Regions from separate parts of the Oncorhynchus mykiss genome. Here region 2 is linked to region 1. A link is a contact called in public Hi-C data. All regions are on one chromosome and are shown on one strand. The core of a region is the stretch at or near the end of the contact, and the rest is flanking DNA. Distances in the headings are between cores, read along the strand shown.

Region 1 (6,347 bases), core at 1,883-4,382:
GCTTCGTATAGTGGACCCCACACTTCACTGCCGTATAGTGGACCCCACACTTCACTGCCATATAGTGGACCCCACACTTCACTGCCATATAGTGGACCCCACACTTCATTGCCGTATAGTGGACCCCACACTTCACTGCCGTATAGTGGACCCCACACTTCACTGCCATATAGTGCTATTGGTGCTATTATTGATTTAGAATATTATGAGCCAGATCCTAATTTGTGCATCTAGTTTAATACATTTTGTTTAATGGCATAGAAAGCCCTGCTTGCTTTGTCTTTCAGTTCATTCACGGCTAGGTTGACGCTCCCTGTGGCGCTGCAGGTTGACGTTCCCGGTGGCGCCGCAGGTTGACGTTCCCTGTGGCGCCGCAGGTTGACGTTCCCTGTGGCGCCGCAGGTTGACGTTCCCTGTGGCGACGCTAGGTTGACGCTCCCTGTGGCGCCGCTAGGTTGACGCTCCCGGTGGCGCCGCTAGGTTGACGCTCCCGGTGGCGCCGCTAGGTTGACGCTCCCGGTGGCGCCGCTAGGTTGACGCTCCCGGTGGCGCCGCTAGGTTGACGTTCCCGGTGGCGCCGCTAGGTTGACGCTCCCGGTGGCGCCGCTAGGTTGACGCTCCCGGTGGCGCCGCTAGGTTGACGCTCCCGGTGGCGCCGCTAGGTTGACGCTCCCGGTGGCGCCGCTAGGTTGACGCTCCCGGTGGCGCCGCTAGGTTGACGCTCCCGGTGGCGCCGCTAGGTTGACGTTCCCGGTGGCGCCGCTAGGTTGACGCTCCCGGTGGCGCCGCTAGGTTGACGCTCCCGGTGGCGCCGCTAGGTTGACGCTCCCGGTGGCGCCGCTAGGTTGACGCTCCCGGTGGCGCCGCTAGGTTGACGCTCCCGGTGGCGCCGCTAGGTTGACGCTCCCGGTGGCGCCGCTAGGTTGACGCTCCCGGTGGCGCCGCTAGGTTGACGCTCCCGGTGGCGCCGCTAGGTTGACGCTCCCGGTGGCGCCACAGGTTTTGTCCCGTTATGCGTACGTGTGTTCTATATCAGTTTCCCTGATATCTGGACCTTGTTCTGGAACGTCAGAATGTTTGTCTCGTTGAGATTTGACCGTCCGGGTCCAGGTCTGACAGAACTATTAGCAGATGATCTAATGGTTGTTGTAACCGTCTTTTGTGTGGGACAGCAGCACCAGGTCGTCTGACTACAGGAAGCGGGTGTGTCGTTAAGAGTCAGATCGGGCGCTGTTGATTGCTCAAGCGTCTTCTTGCCATTTCATTTATATTAAATAGACTTGAGCTGAATTTGTTCCCGCTGTTTTACTCCTCACCCTTGGGAAAATAAATCTTATGTTCATCATGTTGACTGCATTTATTAGTGTACATTGATTTGATTATATGTTTTTCCTCCCACACCACTTTTTACATTTAATTTCAGTAAAAAGAGTTAATGTCAAATTTAATCATAACCTTTTTTGGAAGTTTACAAAGCATGAGAATATATATATATATTTTTACGTGTTTATCAATTATGGTGTGTAAGAAGTAAATATGTTTTGATAATTTGGTATACAATTGGACTTTTGCTCAGGATGTTGTGTTCACTCAGAACATGCAGTGATCTGCTGTTCATGATGGTGCTGAATATTTTCCCCCAGGTTGCTGTTGACACAAATGCCACGATAATTGTTCGGGTCAAATTTGTATTTTTTAAATTAAATTTTTTATGTAAAATTGGTATTATTAGTCCCTGGTTCCAGATGTCAGGGAAATGGCCTATACCCAACACTGTTAAACAGTTTAAGTAGGTCAGTGTTACATTTGGTGCGCTCCACAGTTTGGGATCTACTGGTGTAGAGGGCCACTTCCCCCGACAGGTGTTTGGTATCATGTTCACTATCTGTCAAGGAAAGATAATTGATAATTCACTTTCTGTCTCGCTCTCTCTCTATATATACACGCACAGGTGTTTGGTATCATGTTCACTATCTGCCAGGGGAAGATCATAGATAACTACGGGACGCTGGCAGGAAACATCTTCCTCTGCGTCTTCCTCTTCATTGGATCGGTCCTCACAGGTAAAGACCTTTTTCTGATGATGGTGGTGGTCTAAAGTAGTGCACTACATAGGGAATAGGGCTCTGGTCTATAGTAGTGCACTATGTAGGGAATAGGGTGCCATAGGGCTCTGGTCTAAAGTAGTGCTCTACATAGGGAATAGAGTGCCGTAGGGCTGTGGTCTAAAGTAGTGCACTACATAGGGAATAGGGTGCCATAGGGCTCTGGTCTAAAGTAGTGCACTACATAGGGAATAGGGTGCCATTGGCTACTGTAGTTCAAGTCCACATTCACCCACATGAGAGGAAAGTGAGGCTACTGATTGGCCCTTGAAGGGTTAACTCCAGAGAGCTGCTGTGTAATTCCTTAAATACATCCATACTGACTACTGGAGAACATCAGGGCTGAAGTCCAAGTTCACCAACATGACAATAGACCCTAAACTTGTTCCTCTGGACACCAAGGGATGCACATTTAAAAAAATAATAATGTTTTAACCTTAAACTACACAGCTGATTTTCAAATGATCAAATTTGATTTTATTTGAATCTGATGTGTAGTGCTAGGGCAAAAACCAAAACGTGTACCCAGTGGGGGCCCCAGGACCCAGTTTGAGAAACACTGCGCTAGATTATGTTAACGATGTGAAGGGTTAAAGATCAGTCCAGAGGGGCAGTATTTAGGGGAGAACTATAAATCAATTGAAGTAATAAATCAATGAGCCCTAAACTCCTCTTGAAAGTACATACTGGTTGTTGTTGGCCAGGGCTAAAGTCCCAAGTTCATTTATGTTAATGATTTATTGTATGACTGGGAAGGGTTAAGGGTCAGCAACAGAGCGTTACTGCATGGGCAGTATTTATGGTAAACTATAGTTAAATTAAACATCGGCAACTCATGACCACCAATTATTTACAATCTGAGCCATAGTATAGATAATGAACTAGGTCATGTTGTAATATTAACAAAGTTATAAACCTCTTATGAATTAGTCCTTCCAGCTTTTTTATTGAAGGATTTATGTATTGTGCGCGTCGTAGTATGGTGTAATTCTTTTTTGTATTGAGTGCCCTCTAGTGGAAGCTGTACCTTACTGTCTTTGCTATAGGGAACATTCTTTCATGCTATTTGACAAGCAACACAGTGAAACAACAAATAATGTATTTACCTGATCCACTTATCAGACTCCTCTCCTCGAGAGCGGAGTCTGTGGGTTTTCACTCCACAGATTGGTTAGGAACTTTCACCCTCACCTGGTTGTCTAGGTCTTAATTGATTTAGTTAGGAACTTCCACCCTCACCTGGTTGTCTGGGTCTTAGTTGATTTAGTTAGGAACTTCCACCCTCACCTGGTTGTCTGGGTCTTAGTTGATTTAGTTAGGAACTCCCACACTCACCTGGTTGTCTAGGTCTTAATTGATTTAGTTAGGAACTTTCACCCTCACCTGGTTGTCTAGGTCTTAATTGATTTAGTTAGGAACTCCCACCCTCACCTGGTTGTCTAGGTCTTAATTGATTTAGTTAGGAACTTTCACCCTCACCTGGTTGTCTAGGTCTTAATTGATTTAGTTTGGAACTTTCACCCTCACCTGGTTGTCTAGGTCTTAATTGATTTAGTTAGGAACTCCCACCCTCACCTGGTTGTCTAGGTCTTAATTGATTTAGTTAGGAACTCCCACCCTCACCTGGTTGTCTAGGTCTTAATTGATTTAGTTAGGAACTTCCACCCTCAACTGGTTGTCTAGGTCTTAATTTATTTAGTTAGGAACTTTCACCCTCACCTGGTTGTCTAGGTCTTAATTGATTTAGTTAGGAACTTCCACCCTCACCTGGTTGTCTGGGTCTTAGTTGATTTAGTTAGGAACTCCCACACTCACCTGGTTGTCTAGGTCTTAATTCATTTAGTTAGGAACTCCCACCCTCACCTGGTTGTCTGGGTCTTAATTGGACACCACTGACCTGAACCGTAAAAAACCTGATAATGGAATTGTATAGAGGGATCTGCTGAAAGGTCATGTGTTGCAGGCATCAAAATGGCTGGCACACACCTCACTAGTCTTACGTAAACCCTAAACATGCATGTCCGCTTTTTAAGAAATGTTTTTCTCTCTCCAGGCTTCATCAAGTCAGACCTGCAGAGACAGAAGGCCAACCAGTTAGCCAAGGCAGCTGTAAGTGTGGGGGGCTGGCTGAGGGGGGAAGTGTGTGTGTTAAATCCGTTTCTGTGTAGCTATGCATGTCTGGTGCAGTCTGCTCCGAAAGTCACCTTACAGTATTTTGCTGTTGCTCCTAGAATTACTTGTCTCATGCTGAGTTGCATGTCTGTCTGTTTAATGTTCTCTGTGTGTCTGTCTGTTTAATGTTCTCTGTGTGTCTGTCTGTCTAATGTTCTCTCTGTGTGTCTGTCTGTCTAATGTTCTCTCTGTATGTCTGCCTGTCTAATGTTCTCTCTGTGTGTCTGTCTGTCTAATGCTCTCTCTGTGTGTCTGTCTGTCTAATACTCTCTCTCTCTCTCTGTGTGTGTCTGTCTGTCTAATGTGTTCTCTCTCTCTCTGTGTGTGTAATGTTTCCTCTGTCTGTCTAATGTGTTTCCTCTGTCTGTCTAATGTGTTTCCTCTGTCTGTCTAATGTGTTTCCTCTGTCTGTCTAATGTGTTTCCTCTGTCTGTCTAATGTGTTTCCTCTGTCTGTCTGTCTAATGTGTTTCCTCTGTCTGTCTGTCTAATGTGTTTCCTCTGTCTGTCTGTCTAATGTGTTTCCTCTGTCTGTCTGTCTAATGTGTTTCCTCTGTCTGTCTGTCTAATGTGTTTCCTCTGTCTGTCTGTCTAATGTGTTTCCTCTGTCTGTCTGTCTAATGTGTTTCCTCTGTCTGTCTGTCTAATGTGTTTCCTCTGTCTGTCTGTCTAATGTGTTTCCTCTGTCTGTCTGTCTAATGTGTTTCCTCTGTCTGTCTGTCTAATGTGTTTCCTCTGTCTGTCTGTCTAATGTGTTTCCTCTGTCTGTCTGTCTAATGTGTTCTCTCTGTGTGTCTGTTTATAACCCCTTACTATCTCTATCGGACACGTTTTTTCCAGTAAGTCAGAAGTCGTCAAATTTGACCACTTTGATAGATGTTTTGACCTCAATAGGACAACCTGATCAGATCAGGTCGCTCTCAGACAACTTAGTAACTCCATTTTCCATTTATTGAGAGCAGTAACTCCCCTCAATTCAAAATAACTTCTGAAGTTTTGTAAATGTATGTTTGTTTTGGTAACACTTGACAAAACGTTATAACACGGTTATAACAGCTGACCCAACTGTCGTAACATGTCGTAACACTGTCATGACATATATTTAAACCTATTGTGACACAGTTCATTCCAAAAGTATTCAGGCCCCTTGACTTTTTCCACATTTTGTTACTTTAAATCGTTATTCTAAAATTGATGAAATAGTTATTTTTTTTAATCAATTTACCCATAATGACAAAGCAATAACAGGTTTGCAGAATTTTCTTTACAAAAATGGAAATATCACATTTACAGCAGCGATTGCAGCCTCAAGTCTTCTTGGGTATGACGCTACAAGCTTGGCACACCTGTATTTGGGGAGTTTCTCCCATTCTTCTCTGCAGATCCTCTCAAGATCTGTCAGGTTGGATGAGGAGCGTCGCTGCACAGCTATTTTCAGGTCTCTCCAGAGATGTTTGATCGGGTTCAAGTTCGGGCTCTGGCTGGGCCACTCAAGGACATTCAGAGACTTGTCACGAAGCCACTCCTGCTTTGTCTTAGCTGTGTGCTTGGCATTGTTGTCCTGTTGGAAGGTGAACTGTCGCCCCAGTCTGAGGTCCTGAGAGCTCTGGAGCAGGTTTTCATCAAAGATCTCTCTCTCTACTTTGCTCTGTTCATTTTTCAATCGATCCTGAGTAGTCTCCATGCATGATGCTGCCACCCATGTTTCACTGTAGGAATGGTGCCTGGTTTCCTCCAGATGTGACGTGTGGCATTCAGACCAAATCTTGGTTTCATCAGACCAGAGAATCTTATTTCTCATGGTCTGAGAGTCCTTTAAGTGCCGTTTGGCAAATTCCAAATGGGCTGTCATGTGACTTTTACTGAGGAGTGGCTTCTGTCTGGCCATTATATCATAAAGGCCTGAATGGTGGAGCGCTGCAGAGATGGTTGACCCATCTCCACAGAGGAACTCTGGGGCTCTGTCAGTGACCATTGGGTTCTTGGTCACCTCCCTGACCAAAGCCCTTCTCTCCTGATTCCTCAGTTTGGCCTGGTGACCAGCTCTAGGAAGAGTCTTGGCGGTTCCAAA
Region 2 (6,347 bases), core at 2,232-4,731, 38 kb before region 1:
TTAAATGTCTTACAGTACATTTAACAAATAAATATAGAAACTCAGAAATGTTTTTTCCGAACCTGAGCAAACATCAGGTCTGCTGAGGGCAAACATGAACATTGTGAAAATTCTGTGCTACTTCCAGTGTGTTTTACTGTGAACACCGAGGCTGTTCCTGCTTTAAGTTACAGTTTTACTGTGAACACTGAGGCTGTTCATGCTTTAAGTTACAGTTTTACTGTGAACACTGAGGCTGTACCTGCTTTAAGTTACAGTTTTACTGTGAACACTGAGGCTGTACCTGCTTTAAGTTACAGTTTTAACAGTGGCCAAGTAGGCTACTGTGTCTGCTTGATCATAATGTAGGCCTACCAGAGAGGCCTACCAGAGAGGCCTACCAGAGAGGCCTACCGGAGTGACCTACCATCAAAAACAATGGAGAAAATGCATCCCATAACATTTTAACATGGAAATAGCTGTTCTATCATTCAGACTACAGTAGCAGACAATGTGTGGTGTTCAATGTAGGCCTACATCCCATGAGACCTTTGAGGGGGAAAAAAACATGCAGAGCTTGACCTTTAACCTGTTTATCCACTTGTCCTTCAGACAAGGAGGTGACTGAAAACGTTGTGTTGTTTGATGCAAGAAACCACTTTACAAAATAAAATACATTATTATTCCCATACCATTATTACAGCGAATCAGACAAATTATACTACCCCTCTGTCTATTGGCTACTGAGCTTATTCAAGCCTGTCTCAGAATACAACACTGCCCCTTTAAGACAAAATAAAAATCTCTTTACCTGACTTACTTTTCAAAGATGTCTAGAAATGTGCACGTAATGTGCACGTAATGTGCACATAATGTACACGTAATGTACACGTAATGTGCACGTAATGTGCTCTTGTAGGAAGCAATCCCTCTCCTATTGCTGACTACAAATGACATATTACTGGGCAAATAACTCAACAGCTAGCAAAGATTATGAACACAATGTGCACATGTAGCTGTATGCAGCTCTCACTTCGATCTCAAAACAAATGCATCATAAGGCTCCCGAGTGGCACAGTGGTAGAGGCATCACTACAGACCCTGGTTCGATCCCGGGCTGTGTCACAAACGGCTGTGATCGGGAGTCCCGTAGGGCGGTGCAGAATTGGCCCAGTGTCGTCCGGGTTAGGGGAGGGTTCTGACCGGGGTGGGCCGTCATTGTAAAATAAGAATTTGTTCTTAACTGACTTGCCTTAGTTAAATAAAGGTTAAATAAAAAATAAATAAAACAAATCTACTTATGACCACAGCTGTAAAACACAATCCAGTTCAATGTATACGACACAGATCCATAAATGGCAATAGTTTATTTGCATATAGGCCTACTGCAGCTCTGATTGGCTATGCCCAGTGGTGGAAAAAGTACCCCGATTGTCATACTTGAGTAAAAGTAAAGATACTGTAATAAAAATGACTCAAGAGAAAGGGAAAGTCACCCAGTAAAATACTACTTGAGTAAAAATCCAAAAGTATTTGGTTTAAAATCCTACTTATTATGTGCCAAAAGTACATGTAATTGCTAAAATATACTTAAGTATCAAAAGTAAAAGTATAAATCATTTCAAATTCATTATCAAACCATACGACACCATTTTCTAGTTTTTAAATTTTTTTACAGATAGCCAGGGGCACGCTCCAACACTCAGACATCATTTACAGATAGCCAGGGGAACGCTCCAACACTCAGACATCATTTACAGATAGCCAGGGGCACGCTCCAACACTCAGACATAATTTACAGATAGCCAGGGGCACGCTCCAACACTCAGACATAATTTACAGATAGCCAGGGGCACGCTCCAACACTCAGACATAATTTACAGATAGCCAGGGGAACACTCCAACACTCAGACATAATTTACAGATAGCCAGGGGCACGCTCCAATACTCAGACATAATTTACAGATAGCCAGGGGGAGCTGTACGGCAGTCTCGTGTGAGCTGTATGGCAGTCTCATGGGAGCTTTAAGGCAGTCTCGTGGGAGCTGTCCGGCAGTCTCGTGGGAGCTGTATGACAGTCTCGTGGGAGCTGTGCGGCAGTCTCATGGGAGCTGTATGGCAGTCTCGTGGGAGCTTTGTGGCAGTCTCGTGGGAGCTGTATGGCAGTCTCGTGGGAGCTTTGCGGCAGTCTCGTGGAAGCTGTACGGCAGTCTCATGGGAGCTGTACGGCAGTCTTGTGGGAGCTTTGCGGCAGTCTCGTGGAAGCTGTACGGCAGTCTCATGGGAGCTGTATGGCAGTCTCATGGGAGCTGTACGGCAGTCTCGTGGGAGCTCTACGGCAGTCTCATGGGAGCTGTATGGCAGTCTTGTGTGAGCTGTATGGCAGTCTCGTGGGAGCTGTACGGCAGTCTCGTGGGAGCTGTATGGCAGTCTCGTGGGAGCTTTGCGGCGTCTCATGGGAACTGTATGGCAGTCTCGTGGGAGCTGTACGGCAGTCTCGTGGGAGCTGTATGGCAGTCTCATGGGAGCTGTATGGCAGTCTCATGGGAGCTGTACGGCAGTCTCATGGGAGCTTTGCGGCAGTCTCGTAGGAGCTGTCTGGCAGTCCCGTGGGAGTTTTGCGGCAGTCTCGTGGAAGCTGTACGGCAGTCTCGTGGGAGCCGTGTGGCAGTCTCATGGGAGCTGTGCGGCAGTCTCGGGGCTACAGCACGTCTGCTAACGCATGCAAGTTTAGAGGGAACATTGGGTGGAAGCCTCATGTTTTCAGACCAATGGTCGCTTTACATTTTATGAACATGTAACATAACATGATCTATTCCAATTCCAGTGCCATTTTCAATGTTATTCTATTACATGGTATTATATTCCATTCTATTCTATTCTATTCTATTCTAGCTCCATATTATATTATATTGTAATCTACTCTATTGTATTGTATTCTATTTTATCTTGGGTCAGTGGATGGTGCTTTGTGGAAGTGTGTTGTATAGCCTATATCACCAACAGCAGAAATAGCATTTTGGCATTGATAGTAGAATAATTTTAGTCGGCAACCAAAGTCGGATGTTCGGTTGCAAAATGTAGCTCCTCCTCCTCGGTCGTGCCCAATTTCAACACAGACGGCGAGTGAGGGTTCATTGGGTAGTGGGTTGGTTGGCCCTACGTGGTGACGTAGACGGGCGTTTACATTGGGAAAGTTCGTTTTGCATGGCCCTGTGGCCCGTCTCAGCGGAGTTTAAATGTTTTAAAACAAAAGGTGTCAAACTCATTCCACGGAGGGCCGAGTGTCGGTGGGTTTGCGTTCTTCCCTTGTACTTGAGTGATGAATTAAGGTCAGTCATTTGTAAGGAATTCCTCACACCTGGTGGTCTTGGGCTGAAATTGAAAGGGAAAAACAAAACCTTGCAGCTCATAGGCCATCCATGGAATGACTTTGTCACGCCTGTTTTAGACCATCCCATTATTGGTCCTTAAAGGAAATCTCCACCCACCCGAGACAGCTGGCCATGCAAAACGAAGTGGCCCATTGATACTTCGCTCGACGCTGAACAGAATGACATCTCCATACATTATTTAAAAAACAAACGTTTGGCTATATTTGTTGAGTTTGAACTCCTTGTGAAAGTAGGCTACTGTTTTGTCAACTTCAGCACAACGGGAACAGGAAAAAAGTGCGCCTATGCTACTTGTAATGTAGTCTATGAGTGACTTGTCTAGTTTACCCTTTGCAAAGCGAATTATTGAATGGTTGTTTAGCGAACCGAAACGTCACATTTTCATTTCGGGGAATGCCTTTACTTTAAACTACTTTATTTGCTAACGTGGCATCAAATAGAGAGTGGTGTCGGTTGTAGTTTCTGATTGGTGAACTTCGAGTGGTGGTGTAGCTGGTTTGGCTTGTGTCCCAAAACTAGAGTACTGTCAAAAGATCTGGGAGCTGTCGCATATTCAAGCTGGTCCGAACTCTCACTAAAATGTAAGAGAGAAGCATACGTGTCTGTATTGTATTCACCGGCCCGTTTTAATTAGTGAACTTCAACATGAGCGGCGAAAATGAAAAACCCTCCTTGGTTTATGGCGAAATCAAAGACAATCAAAATGTGTTAGATCTGGAAAAAATTACAATTATGAAGTCTGCCGTTGACAGCGAGGACGTGCCCATGGAGCACAAGATACGACTCAACCAGAACGGGGACGATACAAACCAAACCATCAAACTATACAAGCGGAGATGGTTCATCGTGTTGCTATTCAGCTCGTATTCTCTCTGCAACTCGTTCCAATGGATCCAGTACGGAATTATCAACAACATTTTCATGAGGTTCTACGGTGTAGAGTCTTTCACTATAGATTGGATGTCTATGATATACATGTTGACTTACATCCCCTTCATATTCCCGGTCACCTGGCTACTGGATAAGAAGGGGCTCCGTGTCATTGCGCTGGTGGCTACAGCCATGAATTGCGCGGGGACTTGGATCAAAGTGACCAGTGTGAGACCCAACCTGTTCGCAGTCACCATGCTCGGACAGTTCTGTTGCTCCCTTGCGCAGGTGTTTATCCTTGGGATGCCGTCGAAGATCGCCTCGGTGTGGTTTGGATCGGAGGAGGTGTCCACCGCTTGCTCCATCGGGGTCTTCGGAAACCAGGTATGTTATGTAGTCTAAGGTCAGATACATTCAAAAGTAATTGCAGATGTAGCTATTTGTTTATGTACTCGGTCATTTTGCACCTAAAAAAATTATTAGTCACTTATCGGAATGTTAAAGATTACTCCACCAATGTGTCCATTTGGCCCAGTTGGGAATTGCGCAATTGCGCAATACTCAAGCCACCGCTGGCCTATATTGGCCAGTTGGTAATCTCTCATCCTCTGCCCTCAAAAGGTGTAAGGTCAATGTCATCACATGCATATTCATTTGTCCCATTGACGAGACTCCGAGAGAACAGTGTACAGTGTGAGTCACAAATTCAAGCCACCATGAATTATCTCTGAGCCTCAAAGGTGAACGTCACAGGTACAGGTTTATTTGTCCCACTGACCAACTGACCTGGCTTGAGAGCTCAATGTATAGGGTTATCTATACCATAGCATAATCACAGGACATAAGCCCTCAGGGCACCACAACAATTTCAATGGAAACCTTCTCTATTGATGGTTGAAGTGGGGAAAAATAATATTTCCATTTACTCCTCGAGACATATGACCATTTGCCATGTAAGGTTCCTGTGTTGTTGAGATTCTAAGTTTGGACGCCATGCTTGCTTCTTCATTCCGTGCTGTGTTTAAGATCCATAGGTGCTGAATAAGGGAATCTCATGTGGGGTGGCAGGGTAGCCTAGTGGTTAGAGCGTTGGACTAGTAACCGAAAGGTTGCAAGTTCATATCCCCGAGCTGACAATGTCTGTCGTTCTGCCCCTGAACAGGCAGTTCCTAGGACGTCATTGAAAATAAGAATTTGTTCTTAACTGACTTGCCTAGTTTAAATAAAGGTAAAAAAATATATATATCTCGTTATAACGAGAATCACCAGCTGTGTGAGGAAGATGAGACATTTCTCCAAAATAAAACATGGGCCTAGAGACAATAATGTTACAGGGAAGTCGACATCTCCGCGTAACACTTCTACCTATTTACATGTTTTTAAAAAAACAACGTATAACCTGACATTGTTATGTTACAGGGAAGTTGACATTTCATATTTCAGGCCCCCATATGGGCTGGGCCTTGACTTTTTCCGTTACGTGTTACGTTACACCCTTATTCTAAAATTGCTGGGGATTCGTTAAAAAAAAATCTGTCTATGCACAATACCCCATAATGACATCACAATACCCCATAATGACATCACAATACCCCATAATGACATCACAATACCCCATAATGACCAAGCGAAAATAGTTACAAAAAAAATAAAAAAAATAACATTTCTAAAAAATTGATCATCCTTGAGATGTTTCTACAACTTGGTTGGAGTCCACCTGTGGTAAATTAAATTGATTGGACATGATTTGGAAAGGCACACACCTGTCCATGTAAGGTCCCACAGTTGACAGTACATGTCAGAGCAAAGATCAAGCCATGAGGTCGAAGGAACTGTCCGTAGAGCTCCAAGACAGGATTGTGTCGAGGCACAGATCTGGGGAAGGGTACCAAAAACTGTCTGCAGCATTGAAGATCCCCAAGAACACCGTGGAATCCAATCCATAATTCTTAAATGGAAGAAGTTTGGAACCACCAAGACTTCCTAGAGCTGGCTGCCCAGCCAAACTGAGCAATCTGGGGAGAAGGGCCTTGGTCAGGGATGTGACCAAGAACCTGATGGTCACTCTTAGAGTTCCAGAGTTCCTCTGTAGAGATGGAAGAA

The links. A called contact is a pair of places that touch in the nucleus more often than the background predicts.
Region 2: a contact with region 1 is called in a Hi-C map of liver, with 6 times the contacts expected there. The contact joins the promoter of LOC110522637 here to the enhancer-like site in region 1. A contact is called at or near these places in 3 of 3 Hi-C or Micro-C datasets (blood and liver).

What each region holds. Positions count from the first base shown.
Region 1 is chr4:41,532,361-41,538,707 of USDA_OmykA_1.1, reverse strand. It overlaps LOC110522637 (feline leukemia virus subgroup C receptor-related protein 2), which reads left to right. Exons shown (of 10, transcript XM_021601106.2): 8 at 1,952-2,063; 9 at 4,159-4,214. Among protein-coding and RNA genes, the nearest start is that of LOC110522637, 38 kb to the left of the region's middle. Within about 2 kb of position 3,132, at least 1 of the 11 cell types and tissues checked has an H3K27ac peak or open chromatin away from gene starts, as enhancers often do. A contact at or near this core is called in liver, where this site is marked.
Region 2 is chr4:41,570,549-41,576,895 of USDA_OmykA_1.1, reverse strand. LOC110522637 (feline leukemia virus subgroup C receptor-related protein 2) reads left to right here and starts at 3,481. Exons shown (of 10, transcript XM_021601106.2): 1 at 3,481-4,628. The coding sequence starts at 4,020.